Linked DNA regions of Gossypium hirsutum: region 2 is linked to region 1. The links are chromatin contacts, called in public Hi-C maps. All regions are on one chromosome and are shown on one strand. The core of a region is the stretch at or near the end of the contact, and the rest is flanking DNA. Distances in the headings are between cores, read along the strand shown. Region 1 holds the start of LOC107897859 (probable cation transporter HKT6). Region 2 holds the start of LOC107897861 (glutaredoxin-C4).

The links. A called contact is a pair of places that touch in the nucleus more often than the background predicts.
Region 2: a Hi-C map of leaf shows a contact between it and region 1, with 2.0 times the contacts expected there. The contact joins the promoter of LOC107897861 here to the promoter of LOC107897859 in region 1. A contact is called at or near these places in 2 of 34 Hi-C or Micro-C datasets (both in leaf).

Annotation. Positions count from the first base shown.
Region 1 is chrD08:16,269,565-16,275,912 of Gossypium_hirsutum_v2.1, forward strand. LOC107897859 (probable cation transporter HKT6) reads left to right here and starts at 1,637. Exons shown (of 3, transcript XM_016823441.2): 1 at 1,637-2,896; 2 at 4,146-4,385; 3 at 6,196-6,348. The coding sequence starts at 1,665.
Region 2 is chrD08:16,466,034-16,471,715 of Gossypium_hirsutum_v2.1, forward strand. LOC107897861 (glutaredoxin-C4) reads right to left here and starts at 3,731. Exons shown (of 4, transcript XM_016823444.2): 1 at 3,372-3,731; 2 at 3,025-3,098; 3 at 2,194-2,292; 4 at 1,757-2,079. The coding sequence starts at 3,517. The coding sequence ends at 2,003. It overlaps LOC107895881 (inorganic phosphate transporter 1-4-like), which reads left to right and starts at 4,097. Exons shown (of 1, transcript XM_016821095.2): 1 at 4,097-4,630. The coding sequence starts at 4,253. The coding sequence ends at 4,630.

The DNA.
Region 1 (6,348 bases), core at 387-2,886:
GTTGTTAGTTCTTAGTGGCTAGTCCTCCCAATCGTTCCATAAAGTTAGGGAGGGAGGGCGATAGCCACATAGAGAGTTTAGGGTAGAGTGAGGGGATGTTTTTTTTTCTCTGCTCACAATAAATTCATATTTGTTCTTATTTATTAATTGTATAGTTAAAATGAATAAAATCTCTATTATTAATAAAACTTATGTATTTAGTGTCATATTAGTAATTAAAATAAAATTAAAGATATTCTTATCGATTCAAATTTTTTTTTAAACTCGTACTTTTATATATATTGTAAATTATAGAAAACAAATATCTTTACTCATCCAACATGTTTTTAAATTAAAAATATATACATGAATTTTTAATAAAAATAAAACAACATTTTTAAATACCATATGGAGTGAATTTAGTATTTAGTTTTTTGGGGCAGCCTCTAGTTCCATGGCGCAGTGCCCCTAGTCAGAATAATAAATAAAAAGTGATATTATACGGTTGGCTTTTATTATTATTATTTAAAAAAAAAGACATACATCAATGCTTATGAAATTGGAGGTAATATTTATTAAATTGATTTTTAATCAAATGGTTATATTCTACTCGTTAGTGTAGATAATATAATTTATTATAACCGTTGCTCCTGCATAAAATGCTGGCCATATTATTAGAATAATAAAACCAAATTAAAAGCATTTGAATTTCATTAAGGTCACCGAAAGAAAAAGGTTAAATTCTGTAAGCAGTCCCTATACTATTATATTTCTTGTGAATTTGATCACTTTACTATAATTTCAACATATTTAGTCCCTCTGCTATTCAACAATCAAAATTTCAATCCTAAACTAAAGACGTTAAATAACCTAACATGGCACTATTTTTAAATAGAGGATTTAAGGTGTTTGACATGGCTTGTACACCTAAGCATGTATTATTGCAACGTATTTCAACCAAAAATAAAAAAAAAATGAAAACCCTCATCCTAATACTTCTGGGCAGGGAAACAGTAAAGAAAAGAAAATGAAATTGTGTTGGAGGTTCGTTGCTTGAAGCTGACCCAAAACATCTAAAGGATAGGAAATTATCATAGCAATGAAAGAAGAAAATTTCAACACAAAAAGGAATTGAAGAAAAGCCGAAGTATGGGTTTAGGGGAATATTCGCTGAAATCAAGGAAGCATGGACGAAACATTCTTTTCATTTCATATAATATAACCCTCTTTTCTTCATTTTCTTCCCTGTTTTGGGTGATAATACTACGTGGCAATCATAAATACCGACCTGTACAGAGTACATGACACTCTAAAGCCACTTAATTACAAATAATGCCATGTCATATTGTTTAACGATACAAACGGTGAAAGTTCTTAAAGGATTTTCAATTAATACAAGGATTAAAATTGTTCAGACTATAGTGAATGAATCTGAAAGAACTTACAGGGATTATTTAAAACATTTAACCAATTATATATAGTTAAGTTGATTTGTCACATGTGCAGGGAAATCCCACTAAGTTTTTTTATTTATTTCTCTTTGAGAGTACCACCAAGGTTTTTTTATTTTTTATTTTTTAGGAAATCCCACTAAGTTGGACAAGAGCTCCTCTCTCCCCCTCTGTATATAAACCCCTACTACTCAAAGGTCAATATGTTATCATACAGCTTTCTTTGTAATAAAGATGAGTAACACTATTATCTGTTTCGGTAGAAAATTGGAGCATTTTAGTAGCAATTCACGCTCCAAACTATCATGCTTCAACCAATCCTATCGTGGTTTGATATCCACTTGTTTCCGTTTCTTGGTCTTTAGAGTGAACCCTTTCTGGGTTCAGCTTGCTTATTTCATAGTCGTGTCTTTGGTTGGCTTCGGGGCATTGAAAATGTCAAATCCAAAATCCGGCTCAGTTAGTCCTAACAACATAGACGTGTTCTTCACTTCTGTGTCAGCAACAACGGTTTCAAGCATGTCGACTGTAGAAATGGAAGTTTTTTCCAATACCCAACTTATTATTATAACTATTCTGATGCTGGTAGGTGGGGAGGTCTTCACTTCCATGCTTGGACTTCTGTTGGGGAGGTTCAGGTTTGAAAAACGTCCAAGTTTCGATGGGGACATTGTAAATTCTATTAGCAATAGGGGCCTCCAATCAGACTGCAGCTTGACCTCAAAAAACATTTCCCAGGAAGTGGAGTTGGGTAGGATTACTTGTTCAGCCTTAGCGAATGAGAAACCTATCACTGACTTAGAAAGTAACAAAAACTTGACTTCCGATAGTAAGAGTCTCAAGTATAAGGCCACTGGGTATTTGGGGTATCTGGTGTTAGGGTATCTTTTAGTAGTCCACGCAGTTGGCTCTAGTCTAGTTTCTATGTATGTAAGCCTGGTTCCAAGCGCAAGAAAAATACTCAAAACCAAAGGTATTGATATACGAACATTTTCTTTCTTCACTGTCGTTTCTACGTTAGCAAACTGCGGGTTCGTTCCAACAAATGAAAACATGATAGTCTTCAAGAAGAATTCGGGTCTTCTGTTGCTGCTAATTCCACAAATTCTTATTGGCAACACTCTTTATCCAGCTTGCCTACGAGCCTTGATATGGGTTTTGGACAAAATGACAAAAAAGGTGGAGTTCAGTTACATCCTGAAGAACTGGAAGGAGATGGGTTATAGTCATTTACTGTCAGGCCTTCATTCTTCTTTTCTTGCTGCCACTGTTTTTGGGTTGACATTAGTTCAGTTTATTCTTTTCTGCTCAATGGAATGGAATTCAGAAACCATGGATGGTTTTAGTTCATATCAGAAAGTTGTGGGCTCGCTGTTTCAGGTGGTTAACTCAAGGTATGCTGGTGAATCGGTAGTTGATCTTTCCACCATCTCCTCAGCGATCTTGGTGCTCTTTGTTGTTATGATGTGAGTCTCTCTCTCTCTCTCTAGTCCATTTTTGTCTCATATTTGTCGAATTGACAAGATGCCACCATCTCTCTCTTGTTTTCTTTTCTTTTTTTTTAATTACTTGGTGTATATTCTTCAACAAAATTCCGTGACAATTCGCTAGCTAACCACATACACTATGCACCCTTACTCCACAACAACCTCATTTTCATATTCTCCATATCTAGAGAACATATATATTCCTTTTGATCATTGTTTTTAGGGACTATGTATATTATTACCTTCTGACTACTTTTACCTACTCCCATAATTCTCCCATTTTGTTGAAAGGAATTAATGCCTACTCATATTTCTTATTTCAGAATTTTTCCTAATTTTTTTAATTTAAAATTAAAAAGGGTATTTTAATATGTGGATTCAATATTCACGGTGACTATGAAACAACTTTAAAATCCGTGATAAACATTTACTAAGGATCTAAAAATGTGAAAGATTAATTAATAGGTTCGATCCGATTGATACTTAAAAAAGCCAAAAAAAAAATTAAAAAGGGAAGATGACAGATCTTATGATTTGGTAAAAATAAATAGAAGATTTTTTTTATATACTTTTGAAAAAAATTATTCTTTAATTTATTGTGTTAAACAATAAATAGTTAGATACTGATATCTTCGGTGGTATTTTTAAAATTCATGAGATTGAAATTAAATCTGCCAATATTATTAATGGTAAATCAATTTAGAAATTTCCACCCTATTTTAATTTACTTATTAAATATACAAATAGTTATATTATTTATAGAAAAAATAGTTGAATTTATATTTTAAATGGATATAAATTTTTTTAGATATGCGTACATGTTTTGGGGTTTGATGTCATTTCATCCATTTGGGGTTTGATGTCATTTCATCCATTTTGGTTGATAATATAGTGAAAACGAATGGGGTTTAGCACTTGTCTCGTTTAACTTTTGAAGTGGGTTTTGAATATTCTGACCCCACAAATTCTGTATATAGACGTTTTTCTTTTGTGTATTTAGCTGTTCAATATCTTCAGCCTCACATTTCCGCCGTATATTCTATCATATACGATTAACTTTGTTACACATACGTCATCATTGTAAAAGTAAAAATAATTCAAGTTACATAATTGAACATATGATTATGATTTTATGTTCGATTTTTGTATTAATTTTTACTAATATAACATATATGAATAAATGTAATTTGATTTAGGGGATATATATATTTCATTCTTTATTTTTCAGGTATCTCCCTCCTTATACTTCCTTTATACCAATAAAATATCAGAAAAAGGAAATAGAGAAAGAGAAAGTGAAAGGAAGTCAAAATGAATCAGCAGGGAAGAGCATTTTGGAGTTTGTTTTGTTCTCTCAACTCTCATATTTGGCCATCTTCATCATCCTAATTTGCATCTCCGAAAGACAAAAATTGAAGGAAGATCCCCTCAACTTCAATGTGTTAAACATCACCATAGAAGTCGTAAGGTAAATCGCCTCTTCTAATTTAGGTTTTCTATACCATTTTTTAAAATAAAAGATAGAGAATAGAAGAAGAGTTGCAGATATTATAATTGAAGTTACAGTAACCAAGATAGGTTTTCTATACCTCTTCTAATTCCTTTTCCATGTTACCAACATATTCTTCTCCAATCTGTTACTGATATTCAGACAGTTCCTCCCTCCTCGCTGCCTTCCGTTTACAATACTCTTGTTCTTTCTCTTCTCGGTTTTTACGTAAGTCATAAACCTTTAATTTCATACATCTATCATTTATATATAAAAAAATCCAACACCCAAGCCTTTATTTTTTTTTCAACTTTGATATGTGGTAACATGTCCATTCTCCGAAAAACTCAACAATCAATTCCCTTATCCCCAAGTTTACCTCCGCTTCTTTTTCACACGCTTCTCTTTAATCCCGGCCCGATCCACCCGAGGACCCCACATCGGCCGACTACGACAAATGGGTTCATAAAGCCGGCAACTGTAGGCTACCTCCTCAACAAGAGCGCGAGAGACGGGTCCTTCAACACCATCAAAACCTTCAACTTCATCATCAATACGGAATACTCTCTCTCGATCCTCGTCCCTTTAATCCAAACCTTATCTCGTTTAGAAAAAGGCCTCATGCGCAACCACGCGTTCAATTTACAAATTGCATGTCTCTATAAGATCGAAAGGATTGAAGAATCATTGTGTGTCTTAGACGATGATGAGAATGGTGGGTTGAAGGCTACCACCTTTCATCATATTGTAAATATGTTGACAAAGAAGAAGATGGAAGATGGATCTGATGAGCGTCGCGGAGTTTCGTCGGACGTAATTACATATAATATTTTTACCATTTTTACTGACAGGATACTATTAAAAAAGTAAGTTGACGGAGACGAACACAGTGGTGAAAAAGATAGAGGAGGAAGGGTGGGAGCATATAGATGAATAAATTAAAAATGATAAAAGACTTAGATATCCACGTCATTGATAAATAATATGGTAACGATGCCTTCACTGGGGTCACATCCAAGTCATTAATTTATCTTTTTTAGCCAGTTTTTTTAAATATTTAATATTAAGATCTAATATTGATGTTTTTACTTATAATTTGTGTTTTTACTATTAATAAAATTTTAAAAATTATTTAACACTTTTTATAAAATCCTGAAACTAGATTTTAGATCCTAAAACTGTAAATTTTAAAATCCCAACCTTTTCTCTCTAAAATCGTAGATGTTAACCCTTAAGTTTTAAAATCTTAAACTCCCATCTTTCGATTTTAAATCTTAACCCTGTATTAGAAAAAGCTAAAATACATATGGAAAACACAGTTACAATTACAAATTGTTATAACAGGTTTTTCCTTACATTGATAAAGGCTTAAATATCTATGTAATTTATGAATACCTTATGCATTACATTTACTAAATATAAAAGGAGTAAATGTTAGATCTATTAATAGATAGTATAGTAACAAGTGTTAATAGTTGTAGTATCTTTATATAGCTAAATTATTTATATTTGTAGTATTTAAATAGATCCATGATGTCTATAATTAATTAAAGGGTGATGTAAAATTAGGCTTGTGTGGTAATTCATATTAAGAAATAAAATTTTACACTATTCAAGTGTGTTTGATAATTGATATTAAATATCACTTAATATTTTTTTATTAATACAATTAAATTAGAAAAGAGGATAGATATGGGATAACTTATTAACCAACAATATGTTAAATTAAAATTTATTTTATTTCTATTTTACTTTAAGATGTTTAATCGTTTTAGATTGACTTTTGCAGTGCTTATGGGAATGTTGGATTCTCAACCGGATATAGCTGTAAAAGACGATTGAAAGGTAAGCAGTGGTGCACAGATTCATGTGCTGGCTTCGCGGGGAGATGGAGTAACACTGGAAAGTTTATCCTTATTGTTGTCATGTTTTTTGGAAGGTT
Region 2 (5,682 bases), core at 2,481-4,980, 200 kb after region 1:
TTTTATAGAATAAGGGGATTTATGCCTATATTTTATTCTCAACACTCTCCGATACACATGCAACATCCCCCAACCGCAACAGAAAAGTGCAAAATCTTTTACTTCCATTTTCGTCTTTCATGTAACTTCAATTTTCTTTTCATATTTAATTACATTTTACAATTCAAATGAATCTTAAATAAATTATTAACCTGTCCATTTAAATATAAAAATGATCAAATTTTTTTAAAAAGTAAAAATAGTTCTCTGATTTGTTTTCTTCTGAAACTCCTCTCTTTTTTCTTTCGTAATTTGTCTTTCTTCTTCTATCCTCTCATATTGCTCTTATTTCGTAAAAACAAGATAATCAATATTGTACTAGTTAACGTAATGTTTTTTTGTTTTGGTATCATTTTAGATCTATTATTATTATTCAAATATTTTTCATATACAAATACATGCCAATTACATACATATAAATATATTAATTTTAAAATTATTGCTTATGATTATATTTTATTTTTAGACATAACTATAAAAAATAAAAACAATTAAGATAAAATATTAAAAGTATTAAATATTGCACTAATCAGCACGAATTGATACGGACTAGAACAGACTGAAACAAATTAAAACACACCCATACGATTGGTATCAACCAAAATGAAAGCTAAAATTTATTTTTTCCAGTTTACTACTAAAGCTAAAAGTAAAACAAGACTTCCAAATCGATACAATATCAGTAAAACATTGACTTCTTGTTCAACTTAGAATAAGTAAAACAGAACTTCCTTGAAAAATATAAATGCGACATTTTAATATTGTGCCACATCATTACTTAAAAATTAAAAATTATATAAATTTTTATGATATAAATTTTCAAGAAATGATGTGATACAATATTAGAGTGTCACATTTAGTATTTTAATAATCAGATCGGTGGTTGAATAGGTCAGACCATAGCTTCCAATTCAACTAGTTCAACTGTGGATCAACAATAATTGAATAAATAATTAAAAATCATAAAAATCTAAAATAATTTAAAACAAAAAAAATTATTTAGTTCAACATGTTCAACTTTCAATTTTTGTCTCAACTTTTTAGTTTTACCAATTTTTAGTAGTTTCTAAGTCAATTAGTTCAATCCCCTTTGTTAGGATTGTTATATCGATCAGTTCTCGACTTGTCTTGATCCGATCGTATTCTAGTAACAACGGCCACATGATCAAATATTGACAGAATCCAAGTTCAAGGACTAAAATAGATCTAGTTGCCAAGTTCAAAAACTAAAGTAGACAAAAAAAAAAAAATAAAAGTAACAAAGTAGACCTAATTGCGAAGTTTAAGTGTAAAAAATAAGCTGCAAGTTTGAAATGAACCTGGTCTTATTGGTTTTCTACCTTATTTTTTCCAGTTCCAATTTCCGGTTTTTCCTGATTCTTTACGATTTCTTAATATTCAATAAAATATATAAAGTTGAACCTAGCGATTTCTGATGAACCGGGCCATTGATCTTTGTATCCAACTCAAGCTCATAGAAAAAGTATTTAGAACACTATTAATCCAATACAAGAAACCTGTCATGTTTCCCCACTACAGAAAACCCAGCAGATCATCTCAAAACCCCAAGACCAGCTCTGGTTAGTGTTGTTATATGTCTTAAAGATCAATCTAATTGGATTGATACCCAGTGATACCCTGCAAAATGGTCATATATCCAACTTCTAAAATTTTTAAACAGTTCCTATCATATTTTTTAATGAACACATGTACTCAGTGAAGAAAGAAAAAGTAAGAATCCCAATTACAATAGTAAAAGTTCTGTCTTAAAGTTTTCTTACCTAATTCTTAAGCATCACCAGGAACATCAGAATTTCAAGTATGAAAGCTTTTAGGACATCGGAAAGTTGCTTTATGGAACATAAGGTTCACAGTTCAAAGTTGAAGTACAATAAAGAAGTACCTTAAAAGCAATAAAATCAAAATTTACTCTGGCAACAAACATTCAATTTTGTTTATGGACTCAGAGATCATCCTTGTTCTCTACCTCAATACCCAACAGCTTAGCCAATTTTCCACTCTGATATGCTTCAACAGTATCTGGAAATTAGGAATGGAATTTGTAATTCCTCTACAGATACTATCTTCCAAACATATTTCAATTGCATGAAGATAGAAAGATTAATTTTGCAGGTAAAGAAAAGAAGAAATTACCGTCTGAGCCTCCGATGTGTTTTCCATTAATGAAAACCTGTGGTACAGTACGCCTACCAACAATCTCACTCAAGGCATCCTGAATATTCCATCCATCATCTGTCAAATAAAAAAGAAAAGAAACTATTTTAACTTCCAAGTATTTCAAGTTCCAAACCGAGGAATGATGTTCCATATACCAATATGGAGGTGCTACTATAAATTTCAGTTGAAGCTAGCAAACTATTTTAACTTCAAGTATTTCAAGTTCAAAACCGAGGACTGATACTCCATATGTCAATATGGAGCTGCTACTGTAAATTTCTGTGAAGCTAGTAAACTATTTTAACTTCAAGTATTTCAAAATTCAAAACCGAGGAATGATGTTCTATATGTCAATGTGGAGCTGCTACTGTAAATTTCAGTAGAAGCTAGTAAACTATTTTTAACTTCAAGTATTTCAAGTTCAAAACCGAGGAATGATGTTCCATATGTCAATATGGAGCAGCTACTGTAAATTTCAGTTGAAGCTCGTAAACAATTTTAACTTCAAGTATTTCAAGTTCAAAACCGAGAAATAATGCTCCATATGTAAATACGGAGCTGATACTGTAAATCTCAGATGAAGCTAACAAAGTATTTCAAGTTCAAAACTAAGGACTGATGTTCCATAAGTTCAAAACCAAGGAGTGATATTCCATAAGTCAATATGGAGCTGCTAATATATTTTAAACAAGGCTTTGCTATTATACCAATTTTCAACTTTATTTTTATCTTACAACCAAAACAAACTTTGTAGCTAAACAGTAATTTGGCCTGCATATAAAAATAGGAATTTATTTGTCAACAGACCTCGCTCATCAAGCTCCACAACGAATGGAACTTCTTTCAACTCCTTGAACACAGATTTTGCCTTCCTACAGTACCTGCACAGTACCAAAGGAGAATAATTGTTAGCCCAAACTTCAAACTCGGTCACCAAAATATATAGGAATTGTTCAGTACAACAATGAACAGTGTATTATTACTTGAAAAGAGGAAAATTGTATCGAATATGAGTATTAATAAAAACCAATGAGAAAAAAAGTTAAGAGAAAAATCAGAACAGTATAGATCGGGAAGAAAAACAAAGCATATTAATTGATTTGTTGTCACTTTGGTTGATTTAAAAAAGCATAATTGATGTGAAGAAATCGTACGGGCAATAGGACTTTGAGAAGATGACGATCTTGTGGGCAGAGATGGTCTTTTTGACGAAAGCAGCTTCAGACGAATCAGCCGACGATACCCAGCAAAGAGATGCTGCAATTACTAAGATTAACGCTATCAAGAATTTCACCGCCATTGAAGCCCAACTCTGCGTTTGTTTGTTCTCAACAGCAATTGTTAGCGTTATGCCTCAACAAAATAGATCTTAAACTCCCATTCGCCGTCTCACACCCTATTTCTATACTGAAATAATGGGTAAACTAGCTCATTAGTAACCCTGAAATAGTGTAGTTCTGAATTTGATCACTTCAATTTTGTTTTTGTCAATTTAGTCCCGAGGAAAATTACCCAAAATAGTCTCTCAACAGTCTAGTCCTAACGAAAAGATGACCGGGCATGCCACATCATCAATTTTTCCACGTAATTAAAGGTTAGGAATTTAAATAAATTTAAAACTTTTTATTCATTTATTTAGGTTATTTAAGAAACATAAAAGGTTTGTTTCCAAATAAATTTGTTCAACTCTTTCTGCAAATTTGAGTTTCTTAATCTCGTAGAACCTAGACCAGAGGAGAAGGTGCATGAATGAAATCCCATCCCAGCATGTCATTGTGGGTGCCCAACAGCATTAACGACTTCGTGGTTTGAAGTTATTTCTGCTGGTTCTAAGAAATTCACAAAATTGCAAGGGCACAAACACTGATTGCTCTTTGCAGCACCATTCTAGGCTACTGGTTCACTGATATTACATATTATGGGAAGTTTTGCCATCCAATTGATGGGCTTCTTGTTCATGACTATGTTCATGCTTGCACTGGCCTTCCCTTACAACCACTAGACTCATAAGGACAGCCGAATCGGTTTCGTTGTGATGTACTCATTAACCTTCTTCTTCTCGAATTTCGGACCCAACGCCACAACATTTGTGGTACCGGATGAGATTTTCCCTGCAAGGTTGAGGTCCACTTGCCATGGTATAACAGCAGCCGCAGGAAAGCTTGGTGCATTTGGGTTCTTGTATTTGGCGCAGAATAAGGATAAGGCCATGGCAGATGCAGGGTACCCTGCAGGTATTGGAGTCAAGAATTCACTTATTGTATTAGGTGTAATCAATGCACTAGGCTTCTTCACTTTCTTGGTTCCTGAATCGAAAGGGAAATCTTTAGAAAAGATGTCAGGTGAGAACGAAAATAATCGAGGAGAGGGAGAAGGAAGGCCATCGTCGTCGTCGTCATCATCTAATCTTTAGTAGAGATTTCAGGGAAATAATGCAATTCCTTTTATGTTTCCTAAATAAACTAATTAAATCAAAAACATGTTTTAAATTTATTTAAATTTCTAACCCTTTAATTACGTGGAAATAGGTGGAAAAACTGATGATGTGGCATCTTCAATCATATGAAAAAAACGATTGAGTGATTATTTTGAACAAATTTTTTTTAATAACAGTGACTAAATTAATAAAAAAATTTAAACTAACCAAAATAGAAACGATACTATTTTATTTTACTCATTAGATAATGTATCAACTGGTATTATGAATCAACTTATCATCAATTAAATAACTAAATTTCAATTTTTAATCACTCATTAAAATTATTATTTTTTGAAATACTTATTAAAACTATTTATAAACTAATTTTAATAAATATTAATAAAACAAATGATAAATTAAGGATTGAATTTGAGCTTTAGGAAGAATTATTCATGAAATACTTTATATCTTCAATTATTAAAAAAATGTTAATTCAAAGACTGTTAAATATTTTATAAATATAATTTTCTTTTCACCCCGTGGGGAAAATCTAGTATTATTTATTCTTATTAACTATTTTATTTAATAACTGAAAATAATGAAAAATACTTTTTATTTTTATTCTTAATAAATTTCATTATTTAATTTCTATAAATCGAAAACATATATTTTTAAATGAAAATAAAATTATATTTGATACATATTCTTTTAAATAAAAATATGAAATACAATTACTAAATAGTAATTAAATTAAAAGACAAACAAACAATGTTAATTATATAATAAAATAAAGTTAATTTAAACAAACATAAGTGATACAAATTTAAAAAATATATTGTAATGAGAATTTTTTTAATAAAAATTTGAAGTAAAAATATTTTTATTTTAATAAAAGAAGTCCCTAAATGTATATAGACTCAAGTCATGATAAATGATTTGATATTAAAAGGTTGTTAATAAATAAAAATGTTATTAATATAATAAAATAAAACTAATTTAAATAAACATAAGTGATCATAGAAAATGAAATATTTTTATTTTAATAA